2 separate regions of the Mus musculus genome follow, and region 1 is linked to region 2. The links are chromatin contacts, called in public HiChIP or PLAC-seq maps. All regions are on one chromosome and are shown on one strand. Each heading gives the region's core, a stretch centred on a gene start, on an enhancer-like site or on the middle of the called end of the contact. The rest is flanking DNA. Distances are from core to core; before and after follow the strand shown. Region 1 has its middle 32 kb from the start of Gm40085. Region 2 overlaps Dclk2 (doublecortin-like kinase 2).

The links. HiChIP or PLAC-seq counts read pairs in DNA pulled down with a chosen protein or histone mark.
Region 1: an H3K27ac HiChIP or PLAC-seq map of embryonic stem cells shows a contact between it and region 2, with 7 times the contacts expected there. The contact joins two enhancer-like sites. A contact is called at or near these places in 3 of 115 datasets of contacts at active chromatin or transcription factors (CD8 T cells and embryonic stem cells) and 1 of 9 other capture datasets (embryonic stem cells).

Annotation. Positions count from the first base shown.
Region 1 is chr3:87,477,506-87,482,869 of GRCm38.p6, reverse strand. It overlaps a transcript of Fcrl5 not described here. Among named protein-coding and RNA genes, the nearest start is that of Gm40085, 32 kb to the left of the region's middle. Within about 2 kb of position 3,454, at least 6 of the 459 cell types and tissues checked have an H3K27ac peak or open chromatin away from gene starts, as enhancers often do. A contact at or near this core is called in embryonic stem cells, where this site is marked.
Region 2 is chr3:86,841,105-86,847,234 of GRCm38.p6, reverse strand. The region is part of intron 2 of Dclk2 (doublecortin-like kinase 2); the gene reads left to right. Among named protein-coding and RNA genes, the nearest start is that of Gm46810, 13 kb to the right of the region's middle. Within about 2 kb of position 1,479, at least 98 of the 459 cell types and tissues checked have an H3K27ac peak or open chromatin away from gene starts, as enhancers often do. A contact at or near this core is called in embryonic stem cells, where this site is marked.

The DNA of each region.
Region 1 (5,364 bases), core at 2,205-4,704, 630 kb before region 2:
ACATAAACATAATTCCACTTCTAACGATAAAATTAACAGGAAGTAACAATCTTATTTTCCTTAATATCTCTTAACATCAATGGACTCAATTTCCCCCAAAAGACAAAGACTAACAGACTGGATATATAAACAGGACCCAACACTTTGCTGCATACAGGAAACACACCTCAGTGAAAAAGGCAGACACTACCTCAGAGTAAAATGTTGGAAAACATTTTTCCAAGCAAATAGTCCCAAGAAACAAGCTGGAGTAGCCATTCTAATATCGAATAAAATCAACTCTCAACCAAAAGTTATCAAAAAAAAATGATAAGAAAGGACACTTCCTACTGGTCAAAGGAAAAATCTACCAAGATGAACTCTCAATTCTGAACATCTATGCTCCAAATGCAAGGGCACTCACATTCATAAAAGAAACTTGACTAAAGCTCAAAGGACATATTGCACGTCACACAATAATAGTGGGAGACTTCAACACCCTACTCTCATCAATGGACAGATCATGGAAACAAACTAAACAGAGACACAGTGAAAGCAACAGAAGTTATGAACCAAAGGGATTTAACAGATATCTATAGAACATTTTATCCTAAAACAAAAGAATATACTTTCTTCTCAGTGCCTCATGGTACCATCTCCAAAATTAACCATATAATTGGTCACAAAACAGTCCTCAAAAGATACAAGAAGATTGAAATAATCCCATGCATTCTATCAGATCACCACAGACTTAGGCTGGTCATCAATAACAACAAAAACAACAGAAAGCCCACACACACATGGAAGCTGAACAATGCCCCACTCAATGATAACTTGGTCAAGGAAGAAATAAAGGAAGAAATTAAAGACTTTTTAGAATTTAATGAAAATGAAGGAACAATGTACCCAAATTTATGGGACACAATGAAAGCAGTGCTTAGTGTAAAACTCATAGCTGAGTGCCTCCAAAAAGAAACTGGAGCAGCACGCTTGAAAGCTCTAGAACAAAAAGAAGCAAATAAACCCAAGAGGAGAGGTGGCAGGAAATATTCAAACTCTGGGCTGAAATCAATCAAGTAGAAACAAAAGAACTATACAAAGAATCAACAAAACCTGGAGCTGGTTCTTTGAGAAAATCAACAAGGACGCTTATTAGATCCCAGTACCATCTGGAAGCTTATTAGAGATGCAGAATCTCAGGCTCTACCCAGGCTTGGGATGAGCACCTGCATGTCCACCACGTCCTTGGGTGATCACGAGCGCATGGAAAGTTGAAGCCCTAACTCTGGGCAGACAGTCTTTCCTGCCCAGATGTTCTCACATTTCACTTGGGAAAGAGCAGGGTGCTTCTGGGTTTCTTGCGTATAGGATTCCATATTGCTCTCTTCCTCATGGTTTACCTACATTTGCACAGTACTTTTTACAGCTCAACATGGACTATGGAGTCCTAGGTGCTGCTGATCCTGACTTTCACACCAGGTGCTGACCTTAACTTTTAGACAATCAGAAGAGAGTAAATGCAGCCGAGCCATAAGGAGTTCCTCATGAGTCCGAGGTCCAGAGTGTGTGTTCCCATTTGGTGGAGCAGTACAGAGGGCCACCCGGCTGACACCATGTTCCCCTAGAACAGGACTTCCAGATACAGTTGAATGGTCCTAATCTAGGAGAGCAACAGCCATCAAAACTGAAGGTCACTGAGGAAGCCAGGAGATATGACTATCCCTGGGGGTTGGTGGGAGCTCAGAAGGGCCCTGAGACCTGGCCACTTGGTACAGAGAGTGGAGGATGCACCGAAGCCTCACCAAAGAGCACTCTCTCTCCTGAGGAGAATGCTAAGGGTGTACCAGCTGAGGCAGGAGGTGGGAGGTCTGTGGATTCATCTATGGGGTGCTGAGGTAACCGACTTCTGGAGCCTATAGTCTGTGATTCTTGTCAGCTTCATGGGAGTAAATGACAAGATACCTGGAAGATGAAGCATCAGGGTAAAGGCAGAGCTGGCAGGGCCACAAGGGACGCCTGTGGCGTCAGAACACTCACTGTATCTGTAGGGACCCTGAGTTCAGAGGCCACTGTACAAAGAAATGGAGAATTAAGATGTGGGTGCTGCTTAGAGGACTCTGTGTCCTGTATAGTGAGGTCACCCTCTGCCTTCCATCCTTTCCCTGACCAGCCTACCCAACAGCAGCTTGCCATGCTGCTGAGGGCACTCAAGGGAAGGATGCTGCTTTCTATTCTGTTAGTTGTTTGATCTTAGATTATTGCCACACATTGTAGGGAGGCAGAGGTACCATGCCTTGCCCTGGGTATGCCTTGCCACCACTATGCCAGGGCCACAGCACTCAGCTTCCCTGGCCTCTGTTTCTCATCTGTATGATGGGAGCCATCTCACTATCTGCATATAGAATTACTGTGAAGACACGTGTATCTACATGCAGGTATGTGTGTGCTGTGTATATATCTGTATCTGCATAATACCTGTTATCTTCCTAGTGTGGACAGTATCTTTGTTCCCTTTCATTGTCTTCATATATGCTGCAGTCATATACACAGGTGTAGTGCTAAGGGAGAAAATATGTTTTTACTTACAGGCCTTAGAAATGAACCCAATGCATAAAAACTGTTCAGTGTGTAATACTGTTATGGTTGCTGGAAACTTCAGAATTTGATCCTGGAAACATTCAGAGAGAGAGAGAGAGAGAGAGAGAGGGAGAGAGAGAGAGAGAGAGAGAGAGAGAGAGAGAGAGAGAGAGAGAAAGAAACAGTCTTTTTATAGCAAGCCAGACTGGTACCTGGCTGTTCCTAGGTAACTGTTGGGTGGAGCTTAGAAGAAATGCTAACATTCCTCCATTTTGGTTTAATTTAAAAAATTAAGAAACTAGAAAGAGGCGATATGCCACACCCTCCGGTCAAGTCTGTTTGACAGGCTGAAAGTCTGTAAGCACTCAACGAGGAAAAGAGTTTTACGGAAACTCACCTCCTGGAGCTTTGGCGTTCTCATTTACCCATATACTCATACTCTATTCCCGCGTTAGTCTGGTGTATGGAACTATGAGCTCTCTTTTCATATTTTATTATAAATGCCTTTTAAGATTAAATTCTGTTATATATAGTTAAGTCTCCCTAGTGTTTCCAGGTCCCAGAAGCTGAGCTTAGAATCCTGTAAGAATGCAGTAAGGAAGTTAACCTATTCAGTTACTAATTGAGCATTACAAAGGACGGAGCCAGTAGCTAAGAGCTGGTCTTCAAAATATTTACTAAGGACAGTAGCAAATCTCACCCAAACAAGGGAATACCATAATAGAGCCAGGGAATCCCACTGAGATAGAAATCTTCAGTATAGGCTGCATTGCATATTAGAAGCAAGTTGGTGAATTCTCCTGACAAATGGAGATTCTCCAGTTACTTAAAAGTTACACTCATGTGGGAGTTTGGCAAGGCCTAGGAAATGGGGAGGGGAGGGGTTTGTGATGTTGCATTATTCATGAGGCCTGCTAAGAGAAGAACCCCCTGGTGCTAGCTTTCACAAGGTTCAAAGGTATAGCACTAGAGTGTGAAATCCTTACCTGTCACTAAGCTGACCCTAGGCAGGACTGCTTTATCTTTACTGTAAACATCTACCTGGTTCCTCTAAATCCTTTTGAAGTCATTCCTTTGTTTTGTATCAGGTAACTTCAATGTTCTTTGCCTGCTACCTTTTTGTATTTTCTGTACTATATAAGACTGGTGTTCACTTTGTGAGAATACATTCAGATTCTACACAATCTCCCGTGTTGGTCTGTCTGTCACCCGCTGACGCCTTGTCCACCTGCCCAGAGACTCGTTCCACACAGACAAAGGGACCCAGAGGGTCTGCGGCAGTGATGGTGAAAGTGTTGAAAGCCGACCCGCAGCTAACATGGACGCAAGCCGGGGCTGAAAAGAGAGGGGAACTAGGTGGTCGAAAGAAAAGTGGAGCTAAGTCAAGGTTCCTGATCAAAGCCCAAATGTTTAATGTCAAATGCGCTTATAAAGGGGGTAGGGGGAGGCCCATTGCCACCAATTCATTCTTGGAGCCTGGAACAGGCTACAGGTGACGTGCAGGATAGGGTGTAGTCTCCAGAATAGCTCAGTGGCCTCCCAGCAGGTAGCAGTGTCTTGAAGGAGAACAGTGGCAGAGGTTGAACAATAGAGTGATCTAGGGAGGAAGGCTCCACCCTAGGTAATCTCCTTAGTGGCAGCAAGGTCAAGGTCTGGCTCAGCCTGCTTCAGGCTGGGGGTAGTTACAATCCCCCCCCCCCCGTTATTAATATTAAAAAAAAGCTGGACTGAGGCATAAAATTTATTTATGCTCTTTAGTCCTGCCTGGGACTTATGGTGGCTGGCGGCTGCGCCTGTCTTAGGAAATCTTCGATTTTCCCGAACCATCCAATTCCATCTTGGAGGCTACATGCAGCTGTTTGTGTTATATTTCACACAAAACATGGCTCTGTGGTGTGTTATCAACAACCACGGCCTTTTGGCATGTACCTCTGTCTTAGATTGGTATGGTTCCAAGATCTGGGTGCCCATCTTTGACTGTCTGGCACTCATTAGCACACCTTATTCCCAATTCAGTCCAAAGCCACAATATGCACTTAGAATGCTTCTTCATGAAGATTAATAACTGCCACCTGCGCTGTTGGAGGCAAGGCTGCACACCTGCTGCAGTCAGGCTGAAGGGCATTGGCTGACCTGCTTGAAAAACAAAGTTGAGACAGTGAAAGTACAAAAGCTTCTTTGGGGAAGTCCAGGTACGCCATTCAATTGCAAATTAGCAACGATCAAGCTTAGACTATGAGCTCCTGGTGTAGGGGAGGTGGCTTTGAGAATTGCAGAAAGGTTGCAGCTTCTCTGGGAGTGGAGGCTGTGCTCCAAATTAACTTTGCTAGGTAATTAAGATTTTAGCTATCTTCCCTAGGATTCTCTAATACTGGAATTATTACTAGACCAGTCCAAGATTGAGTTAGAATAACTGGTCACAATGAGGGAAGGAGAAGAATCACTATAACTCTTTCTTGTGACTAATCTTTCTAAGTCAGACTACACAGTCTCTAATGTTCTATGTCCCATAAGGTTTAAAAAGCTTGAAGCAAGGCAGCTTAGCCTGTCCACACTGGGAAAATGGCAAGCAAAGGTGGGTCAAAAACATATACCCAATTCAGCTTTCTTGTCACTACAGTCAGGGCACTCAGCGAACTCACCTGTCAGCTTGTCACATGAATTAGCCGTCATGCTTCTGCAGCGTTCTGTGAAGAGAACCTATGCTTTTTCCTTTCCCAATAAGGTAGCTGTTCAGGATCAAGCCATATGCCAATAAGTAGATCCTTTTCATCTCACCTAGACATGATTATGTCTGGTTTTAAGATA
Region 2 (6,130 bases), core at 230-2,729:
CTTCCCAACCTTATGGGTTGGTTGGTTTGTTTGTTATTTAGTTTTGTGTTTATAACCCAGTTAGTGTTGCCCACATGTGCATGAGTGAGGGCCATGCCATTGCAGCAAGGGAAATCTGCCTGTGACTGAAAACAAAACAAAACAAAAACAAAAACAACCCGAGAGTATCTTCACTCCTGTCAGGCTGGTTAAGTTGGGATGGGTTCTGCTGTAGTTTTTTCTTGATGCCAGAATGTAAGTTCAAAGAATAACTCAAGAAAGGAGAGCACCAATTTTATTTAGAGAGGAGAACAAAAAAGTAAAAGACGACCTGACCCCTTTCAGATACATCGTGTTTTAGAACCTAAATGCCACAGAACAATTAAGGATAGTAACAACGTTTGTGCTGGCAGTGTTGAGGACTTTCATTTTCCAGAATAATTAAGGATTAATTGATCAGGTTTCTCCATATCATCTTAATTAACGATTCTAAGGCTCTTACTTCTCTTGAGTGTGATCACGTGTGGTGATGCCATGCTGATACCAGAGTGTAAGCTGATGTGATTTCTATGTGCAGAGAATCAATTCCTGAAAAATCCTGCAGGTTCTGCCTGTTTTTAAAATATGTAGAGATCATAGTATTCATTAGCACATATTGATACATTTAGTATTTTTAGTCTGGCAACAAGTGGAGTCCTATTTTAAAACCATATGATTGAAACTTGTGTTTATAATTTGTTTCAAGAGAGTTAGCCAATTTGTTTGAAGATATCAATTTCAGAACATATTCACTATTCCCTAAAGCATAAGAAGTTGGCCTGAACTTGTAATGACCTTAAAACATTACTTAGAAGTCGATCCTTTAAAAAAAAAAATTCCTAGGTATAAGATTACATCGTTGCCATTCACTTATTTCATAAAAGACAGAAAAATGGCCCAGTTGTTTGGATTTTAGACAAGTATAAAAGCTGCTGACTTATTTCATAAGCTCTTTTATGTTTTCTTGGAGGTTGTAAATCACAGTTAATACTTCTCTTTAGGGAAACAGCATGTGGTCTAGCGAGAAGTCTCCTCAGCTGGCTCTGTGACTTGGAACATTTTGCTTAACCTTTTGAGCCATGTTAAGCCCCTTTTAGGTAAATGGGCACGTGAGTCCTTGGTAAGATTGTCCTGGTGGCTAAGAGAAAGTTAGTGAGAATGAGATTCCTTGTGTAAAGTGTGTCCTTTTCCCCCATGGATGTTCCCTTACCTCATCTGTTGCAAATAGACCAGTTTTAGACAGTTACCACCTTGAGCTGTGGTTCCATTGCCCTTTTCGTAACATAGTTTCTTTTTATTTGTTTGTTTGTTTATTATTTGGAATGACTTGAGCCCTAGAAAGTCTTCATGCAAGGTGCTGTTACATCTGCTTAGAAACATTTGGTCCCCTAGTCCCTAGAGTCACAGCAAGACACAGAGGGTGGAGTCACAGGAGGGCTGGCTCAGTAGGCTGACTTCCCATTTCCTTGTCTGACTTCATCTGGAATTTTGCTGTGGCTTCTGTTCCTTAGAAAGCCCTAGAGTACATTGGACAGCTTTTTCTGCTTTAATACTAGCAGTCAAATTATCTTAGACATTTTCTTCTTTTATAAGGCCATTGTCTCTCCTAGAAAGTATCATTTGGTAGCTTTAAAAGTTTAAGGTCTTTTGTCTGTTGACGGAAAGAAACATTTTATGAAATCAAATGTTTGGTTGTAAAACCCTATGATTAGTTGTGATTGGTGGGAGCAGTAGGAAAATAAAGCTGAAATCCAGTTTTTGTTGTTTTTATTTTATTTTATTTTATTTTTTTAACAGACAAGATTTAAACGCAGGGGTGTAGGGACTGTCTGCAGGTGCCATTGAGATGCCTTTTACTGTAAGTGCTGCTGCCTTTGAGCTTTGGTTCTGTTTCTATGGCAACCGCAGGATCTATGTGCTTGGCTGAATGGATTTACAGGAAACTGAAAAACATTGCTATTCTAAGTAGCTTGTTGTGGAAAGCGCAGCCAGCATTCACTGAGAACAAAGCAGGCAATGTATGCTAATTGTATTCCTTGTCGGGGCTAAAGAGTTGGGGAGAATCCCAGCGTCTGCTTACTGACTTTGTGTTTCTTGAATTTTGGAGGACGAAATGACTTACTCTTTATTTATTTCAAATTTCATATTTGGTTCTCCTGTCTCCACCCAACCCCCTTTTCCCAAAGTGTTGAAGATGGGATTCATGTCGCAGACAAGCTAGGGAAGTTCCCCGTCCCCCATTTCCCTGTACCTTTAAAAAAAAAAAAAAAAAAAGCTATTCTAGTAGAATTGATTTAAACAAAACAAATCTGTCTGTCTGTCTGTCTCTCTCTGTGTGTGTGTGTGTGTGTGTGTGTGTGTGTGTGTGTGTGTGTAAGATAATGTTTCAATGAAGTAATCTGCTGGTTTTCAGGGTCTCAAACACCGAGGTGGGCAATCTAATGCAAGTGGCTCCCTTTGCTAGCACTGTAAATTAAAATGGCACTGAGGCTTATCCTTTATGTCAAAACTCTCCTACCTAGAGTTTCCTTGACGTGTGGAAGCTGTTTCTCTAAATATTTACAAAACAGAAGAGTCATGTAATAAACTGTTGCTTGGGGGATCAGAATGAAATGCAGTTTTCCTCTATTATTTTATTCACTCATTGCATGTTTACAGAAGACTGCACATTGATGTCAGTACAGCTCTATTAAAAGGCCACATGGTGATTTCAGTTTCAATATAAATATATTGGGCTTCCTGTTTGAGATTTTTCAAGTCATTTTTAGAAATAAGGTACAATTCTTTTTAAAAATGTAAGGTATTCAGTGGAAGCAGCCATATAGAAGGACTCTGATATTGAAAGCTTTTGATTTCAGGAGCTACCTCCCCCGTTCCCACCCACATACTCAGTTAAAATGGAAGAAGACCCATAAAAATCCTAATGTGTACCCACCATCCTATTATTTCTTGTATGAAGTGTCTTTGTTCTACCAGCAAGGCAATTGGCAGTGCAAAGGCTCACCCTTATTATTACACAGATTTAAACTAGTCTTTCTCTGAGACTGAAGATGTTTTCTGTGCATTCCTCCCAGGTCGGGGAATGTGGAATATTTCTGTAAAGTACACTTCTGATATCTCAGGAGACCCTCATCTATGGAAACTGCAAGCTTCCAGATAAATCAAGTATAGGGTATAATTGTGAATTGCAGTCTCTGTAGCCCATAGGTGGAGTAATTAGGAATCTCAAAGTACTCTGAGATATTGATGAAAGGTTTAATTCTTCAGAGAGACTCTGTGATACAAGACAGAATCTAGGAAGGCTAGATTGGTTTTGTTTTTTTAAGATGTCTAGGACCAAAATTTGTTGAATAGATCTTTGCTGAGTCCCTTTAAATATGGAGTTACAGGCTTTGACAAACATCAGGAACTGGTGCTAACCTGATTGCTAATGGGTTGAGAGGAATTACAGGACGATGATGCGAGAGCTAGGAGGAGGAGGTAGGATCCATAACACTCCAATCGGGATTCACTCCACAGAAACATGTAGAGCACCTGGCAGGTGCTGTGTGAGGGGCCAGAGAATGAGCCTGACTGTGTGGCACTTAGTCTATGGTGAGCTCCACAAGGAGCCAGGCAGTTACCTCAGTGAAGGGGCAGTGGGCTTGGTGGCCCCAAAAGATCCTTGGAAGTGAAGAGGTCAGCTCAGGAACTTTGGAAAATTCCACCAGGTCCCTCCCCTCCTGGAAGAGAAAAATCCTGAAGCACTCGGCACCCCTCCCCTCTGGAAGGGAGGGGGAAGGAAAGGCTTAGTTAGGTTCCTCAGACCCTTGGGGGACGGGGGACGGGGGGGACGGACGGGGGGGGGGGACGGGGGGGGACGGACGGGGGACGGGGGACGGGTTGACACCGGGGACGACACATTCCAAGACCACCTACAGACAAGGGAAGTCCTTGTCACCTCATTCCCTAAAGACCAATCAATTTAAAAGTCACTCTGTTCTGCCAGGCACATTGTGCCTAATGGCTGCTGCTCTAAAACCTGTATAAATACTGTGGTCGGGGCTGGTGAGATGGCTCAGTGGGTAAGAGCACCCGACTGTTCTTCCGAAGGTCCGAAGTTCAAATCCCAGCAACCACATGGTGGCTCACAACCACCCATAATGAGATCTGATGCCCTCTTCTGGAGTGTCTGAAGACAGCTACAGTGTACTTACATATAATAATAATAATAAAAAAAATACTGTGGTCATTCTCTCTCAACTTCATGTGTAGGACAACTCTGAACAATAAATTCCTCCTGCTTTTTGCATCGATTCCCGGCTCCATGTCATTCACTCAGGGAGTCCCCTGTATAAGGCTCACCAGAGTCTTACAGAAACTGAAACTTGAACAGAAAAACATGAAGCAGAAAAACTTAAGTATTGCTTTATTTCCTGTCAAAAAAGCCTACTGTTTTGGTAGCATTTTTTTAGAAGGTAAGTTATTAGACTTTGGAACTTTCAGGCTGGAAAGGAGCCCGAGTGTCTAGCCTGCTTACTCAGCGGCCCCTCTCAACTCTGAGCAGGCAAAGAAACAGGAGATTCTCAGAGTGGTGTGGGTCAGGGTGTTGGCCATCTTTGCATCACTGTAACAAAATACCTGAAACAGTTTATAAAAGAAAAAGTTTCATTGTCTTACAGATTTCAGCCCAGATGGTTGGCCCTGTTGGGGAGGGAGCTCACCATGGCAGACACTTTTGATAGCAAAACCACTCATTTCACTGTTGGAGAACAGAAAAGGATCTCACAGTCCTCTTGGAGGTCATGCCCCTGCCACCTGCCCATTGTACCTCTTAATGGTTCTACAGCACCCTAATAATGCTACTGTAAAGTCCTACAAGCCTTTACCATGTGAGGCTTTGGGAGACTTTCAGGGTCCAAATTACAGCAACTAGGAAATCAAGACACAGTGCACCCTCCTTGGTTTTTTATTCACAATACTGATTCCCCCCCCCCAACCCCCCCCAACCCCCCCTCCCCCCCCCCCCCCCCCCCCCGGCCCTGAGACAGATTAGTGACTTGTATCATATCTTAGTGTTAATCTCGGGGTTTTTTAAAAATGAAAATTAAAAGAAAAAATTCAGAATTCAAGTATGTGAAATAAGTTGTAAACAATGAAAGTAGTACTTGAGTGACTAAATATGAAAATGAGAGACGTAGAGTACAAAATTACTTTCTCTCTCTCTCTCTCTCTCTCTCTCTCTCTCTCTCTCTCTTTCTCTCTCTGTTTCTTTTACTGAATGTCTTAGTTAGGGTTGTATTGCTGTGGAGAGGCACCGTGATCATGGCAAATCTTACGTTGCCAAGCATTTATTCAGGGCTGGCTTACAGTTTCAGAGGTTCAGTCCATTACCATCATAGCAGGGAGCATGGCAGCCTGCAGACAGACATGGTGCTGGAGAAGGATCTGAGAGTTCAGCATCTTGATCTGAAGGTGAAAGAGTAGTAAACTCAGTGCTCCAAGGTATGCTAATCATAAAACAGATAGTGACATTCCTCCACCCACCCACTTCCTGAGTTCAAGGAGTATTCCTTCAAAGAAAGTCACCCTGACCATTACCGGAAGCTGCAATGCAAATGTGCTATTGTTAGGGGCTCTTAGAAACTGTCTTGAGAGTTAACAATTACCAGGTATTCCTTGTGACACCTGTGACTTTGTACTTCCTTGTGACTCTTATCTGGTATTTTTGGTATTTTCCAACAACGCCCTTCCCACCTCCTTGAGTTGTGGTTTTTTCCTTTAAATACCCCCTTACTCAGCTACTCGGGGCGCCACAGTCCTCTACCCCTGCGTGGTGTATGACCGTGAGCCCGAGAGCGCTCTTGAATAAAAATCCTCTTGCAATTTGCAGCAAGACCGTCTCTTGTGGGTGATTTTGGGGTGTCGCCTCTCCTGAGTCAGAACGTGGGGGAGTCCTCACGTTGTGAGTCTTTCAAAGGAAGCCAGAAGGAAAGACTGTCTTTTGCAAGTAGCCAGGGAAAAACTCTGATTTCACACTGGGCAGAGCTTGAGCATAGGACACCTCAAAGCACGGTGAACACACTTCCTCCAACAAGGCCACATTTCCTAACAGTGCCACTCCTCATGGCCA